Linked DNA regions of Gossypium hirsutum: region 2 is linked to region 1. A link is a contact called in public Hi-C data. All regions are on one chromosome and are shown on one strand. Each heading gives the region's core, a stretch centred on a gene start, on an enhancer-like site or on the middle of the called end of the contact. The rest is flanking DNA. Distances are from core to core; before and after follow the strand shown.

Evidence for each region. Hi-C and Micro-C count contacts between places; a contact is called where the count stands out from the background.
Region 2: a Hi-C map of leaf shows a contact between it and region 1, with 2.0 times the contacts expected there. The contact joins the enhancer-like site here to the promoter of LOC107895133 in region 1. A contact is called at or near these places in 4 of 34 Hi-C or Micro-C datasets (leaf and seedling).

Annotation. Positions count from the first base shown.
Region 1 is chrA13:89,152,904-89,155,603 of Gossypium_hirsutum_v2.1, forward strand. It overlaps LOC107895133 (calcium-dependent protein kinase 8), which reads right to left and starts at 1,300. Exons shown (of 7, transcript XR_005907657.1): 1 at 853-1,300; 2 at 141-260.
Region 2 is chrA13:89,289,213-89,291,912 of Gossypium_hirsutum_v2.1, forward strand. It overlaps the pseudogene LOC107894358. Among protein-coding and RNA genes, the nearest start is that of LOC121212449, 5.5 kb to the right of the region's middle. Within about 2 kb of position 1,324, at least 7 of the 9 cell types and tissues checked have an H3K27ac peak or open chromatin away from gene starts, as enhancers often do. A contact at or near this core is called in leaf, where this site is marked.

The sequences.
Region 1 (2,700 bases), core at 50-2,549:
AATGTTTTATTTGAATGCGAAACAAAAATTGCATAATGATATTGAAACACTTTTAGAAATATATAGAAAGATGAGATCATATAAACACATGACTATAATTATTTCTTCATTACAAGAAAAAGATGAAATCAAGTCCTTACTTGCTCAATGTCTCGCTTTATCATTGTGTCAACAATATCCTCAGCTTTAGAAACATACCTTGCAATCACTCGCTTGTTCATTGTGTCAACTGTATGTAAAGCTTCAGAAATCACTGCCTCCTTGCAATGTGCACCAATCAATATATTACTTATAGCAAGAATTAAGCAAGGAAGGGATGATTTCTGATGTTGTAGATAACAACATTTGATCAATTACACATGCCATGAATTAAGCATAATTGGTAATAACAATATTGATCTAATGCCTTTCACCTTCAATTCCAAATAAGAGATCAAGAGCATCCTTTAACAACAAAGATAGCCAATGACAGTGCTAATACCACAATGTTGAGTTCCAAACCTCTTACTTCCATCATACTTAAAAACCTAACAGCTTTATTAGCATTGTATTGTAAGCAATTAAAAGAGATTTGATTACAAAATCCATTAATCAAAGTGGAAAATTTTACAGCATCATGTTGAAGACCTAACTTCAGCATTTCCCCTAAACAGAAAACCCAAAATCAATTTGGCCTAATTGACAAGAAAGCATTTAATCAAAATGCTAAAAGCACTATCGAAGCATCATCAACACTATCGAAGCGTGAAATTCTTACTTAACATCGGTGTGGGTAGCAATGGTGTTAAAGGAAGAGTGGAAAATAGAAAGACTCCTTCCACCATTAACAAGTGAAAGAAGAATAAAGCTTACCCATACGGCGACTTGCATTCTCATCAATCGATTCCAGTGATAGGTTGGAATCGCTTAGGAGTGGTAAATGAAGTGTGGGTCTTTGGCCTTCAAGTTGATTTGCTTCCTTTCAGGTTGATTTGAGCGTGGGATTGTTGATGGCTAAGGAAAAAAAAGTGAAACCGTTGAGAAATTTCAGTGTGAGGGTGTTTTCGAAAGGGAAAAGAAGGTCATTCGGTGGAAAGGTTGGAATAGCCAATTCGACACCTCTTCCCTTGAATTGCTATTCAACGATTTTCGGAATGCTGTAATCGCCATTCGGCGTTTTAAGCTTTCCAACGAACCAAAGCTCTGCTTTACTGTAGAAATTGGAACCGTCCTGTAATGGCTTCAAAGCCTGCAAAGGTGACATTGAACTAAACGAAGCGTTAAAGTCTGCAAAGGTGACAATGGTCACTAGTAATAATAGGGGTAGCTAAATCCTACCCCTTAATAATTTCAAGCAAAGTGGGCCAATCCCACATTAATAATTTTGGTTTGGTCATTTCGAAAGCAGGAAATAGGGAGCTAAATCCTAAATCAGTTTGGGTTGAAAAGATAAAGGATCCACAAACAATTAATGAGCTAGGAGAAGATACAAGGCCTGACGCATTGGGAAAGCGTGTGGACCCTTCGCTAGATTTGAGCTCCGCGGGTGTTGGGGCGGTTGCTGGGCCAGAGACCCATAATATTGCTACCCAGGTTATTTCTAAAAATTACATGGTGGGGGTTGGGGGTCACTTGCAAGCTTGAAATATTGAAGGTGTGAAGGTGCAATTTAATCTAGCTTTCGAAGGGCCTGAAGGAGCTGGAGTACTAATGAATGAGGGAGTTCTTGATCTTGGAAAACACTCTGCAGTTATTTTCAAGGATAAAAATTCTCCTTTTTCGCATAGGTTTCCTATTAAACAAAAATTTGAATCCATGGGTGCAAGTTCTTCAAACGCTAAAGACAAGAAAATTGGTGGTAAAATTAATATTGGTCGTGGTGGTAGAAAACCGAATAATGCATTAAGGGGACAGGGGAATCGGTTTAAATCATCGAGAAATTCTTGAGTTCCCCTAGCCGAGTTTATGAAAGCGGTGGCAAAACTCTTATATGCTCTGGTAGCTAAAGAAGCAGAGATTGAAACACAGTGTAGCAGGCCCAATTTTGAATGGGGATGAGGCCTCTCGACAGTGATGGTATGGTTCTAATTTTTTTTTTATTTTTCATGAATTTTACAATATTTTCTTGGAATTTCCAGGGGTGCGCTAGCGTCAGATTTTCTCGATTTTTTAGAGAATATAACATGAATTATAAGCCTGATATTATTAGCCTGCTTGAGCCGAGAGTAAGTGGAGCCAAAGCGAACAGCATTATAGCGGGGCTGGGGTTTCAGTATTCTCACAGAGTGGAGGCAATTGGATATTCTGGGGGTATTTGGCTTGGTTGGAAAGATTCCATTCAGGTTGAAGTGGCCTGTAGTCACCCCTAGTTCATTCTTACTCGCACTTGGTCTGGCTCTTCTTCACTTCCAGTTTTTATTTCTTTTGTGTACCAAAGTTGTAATCGACAGAAACAAAGACCTTTGGAGGAATTTAGTTTATCGATTTCACTTGGGCAAGTTCTTTGGATGGCTATCGACGATTTCAATGCATTCTTATCCCTTAATGAAAAGAGTGGTGGGCTTTCTAATGGTAAGAGAACTCCCCTTTTTGGTGATTTTGTTGACATGGCCGAGTTGCATGATTTAGGCTTTAGGAGTCCTCCCTTTACTTGGCATAGAGGTGGTCTTTTTGAGAGATTGGATCGTGTGTTGGGTAATGAAGCTTGGGTTTGTGAGTTTC
Region 2 (2,700 bases), core at 74-2,573, 140 kb after region 1:
AATTTGATAGTTTTGAATTCAATAGTCAAAACCATTAAAAATATATATTCACATTTGAATGTGAGTGAAGCAAGGCTTTGTTTGAGCAAGGATCACATCCAGCAATGCATGTTACCATTATTGAATGAAGACGAGAAAGAATACCGACAGTCACATACGATTCCGAAGGGAAAAAGTACGACATGAATTTCAAGCTTTGGTCTTTGAAGATGTACATGCTTACTTGGGGATGGAACATGAACTGGTAAATGATATTGATATTGTCACCTATTGGATGTTTCGCCATAGGCAGACAATGAAACTTAGCTTTGTAATTAGTTGGAGAAGGGCGACACATGCACAAGATTCAATTGCAACTTTTATATTGTGGTTTCATTCACCACAATAGCATCTATTACATCCATAATTATTGAAAAACCATAAAAGAGAAGGCAAGTAGATTACTAGCAAAAGTGTTGTAAAATTCTAGATTTGTGTTTGTAACTTCAAGCTTTTAGGGTTGGGTGTAATCGAATAAGCAACAAAAAACCCTTATGTTCGTGAATATGCATTTTTAATCAAATGATTTTTTGATATATTGATGCTTTTTTTGGGATTAGGGTAATGAAAGAATGATACTCAAATGATTGCTCTTCTTTTTCTTATTAAAATTTTATTCATTATATTGAGGTATGAAGGCAGTTTGGTATTAGTATTGCTGGTTAAAAGTGTTTATCAATAATTTAGTCAGTAGTTAAGTAGTTGAAGTTAATTAAATAAAAAATATGTTATATTCTATTATTTTTTCAATTAATTAACTAACTTCAACTACTTAATTATTAACTAAACTAATCATCTTGAACTTTGAAACACATCCTTCATAACTTAATACATTATACCAACAAATACTAATTACTAATTGAGTATTTTTTTATGGATAATATAAAAATATGTTATAAAAATAAAACATAATACACTTTATTATTTTTAAGTAGTTATTAAAACATTTTTATTATTTTTAGTGGAAAAAGGTTTAAGTATTTTATAAAGGGTTAATATATCATTTGGTATCTCTACTTGATTCCAATATTTAATTTGATACTTGAATTTTTGTCCTAATTTGGTATTTGAGTTTGATTTTAATATTTAATTTGGTACCCTAACTAAATAGTATCATGTGTCACAATGAATATATGAAACGTGTGTAATAAAAATATATAAATACTTAATTATTGAGACAAAAAAATCACGTAACAAATTAAACTTTGAAGCCATTACAGCTGAATTCAGTAGGCCCATCCCTATTCCATTGTTTGGTTGGATGTAATAGCCCATTACAACAGTATTCCATATAGCCTTATCCAAGGTAAAACTGCGGTTTACAATTTAGCACTCCCCCCCCCCCAACGGAATACCAATTCAACATGAAAATTTTTCAAATTTACCCTTCTCATTTCTTTTTAACATCTGAGCATTTTCTTCTTTTTTTTCACATCTGATTCCCATTTCCTTCCAACCTTTTCCCTCTTTTTCACGTATGAAGCATCCTCACCAACCCTATCCAAGCCTGAACCTAGATTCAATCTCAAATTTAAAGCCACCAAAATCTTACCTACCAGTGAATTCCATTGATTCTCGCTCCTCTTAAGCTCCACAAATTCATCCTCAAGCTCCGGTTGAAATCAGGGTCAACGGTTTCAATTTTCTCTCAACAAAAACAAAGCTTGAAATCCAGATTTCTCAATTTTCTCGAGAAAATTCGACTTCGGCGTGAGAGGAAAGGGCTAACGATCCAACACCCAGATGTTAAATCGGTGTTGAATCGAGTGAAGCAGTTTGCTGACAAGGTATTAAGTTTTTGCTTTTTCTTAATGAAAACTACTCTTAATGGCTTCGCAACTGATTAAAGTCTCATCCTATGAAGCTCACAATCAGCTATAACTCTCTCTAAGGCAAGCTTTTGACCTTCTTCAATCGAAATTAAGACCCCCCTTTTCATTAACTATCCCAGATCCCCAAGAATACACTCTACTTAATCAAGCTATTCTCTATGGTGTTTTAATCGAACCCTATTTCGCCAAAATTCATATTAAGCACTTACATGCTATTGTCATTGATGGGTATAAGCTGTTTTTAAGTTTACTTGTTGGAATTTTTTAATGAATTGTATGGAAAGCTTATTGATTCAGTAAAGGAACAATTAATTTGGGTTACTAAAGAAATTATTGATGTTTTTGCTACAGGAATTGATAGTTTGTTAGTGTGTTTAATGAGGCAAATTATTGGTGGTGATTTTAGTGATGGGAATCTTTGGTTATCTTTCGAGTTAGTAAGTCTTTGTTTAAGTAAATGAGATTGTTTGTTACAAGAAAAGCCTGTAGTTTTGACCAGTGCACTATATACATTTCTTCGTTTATTAGCTGATCATTGCAGGGTATCGAATAATCTAAAACTAGAGATGTTGAGGCAGATGGAGATAGAGTTTTGTATCAAAATGTTGAGGGATCAGTTTCAACTTTGTTTGAAGATAGGAAGGGATCTTGTTCGGTTATTACAAGATTTGTTTCATGTACCATTTTAGCCCTCAAATCATTGAGATTTCTCTTTGCCTCCAGAATTTCTTTCTGTAGCCCATCTTTATCGCCGGCCATTGATTTACAGTGATTTACCATCTCCTCCTTTTCCTTGATTAGATTCTGCCATTCAGCCTTCTTCTGCGTC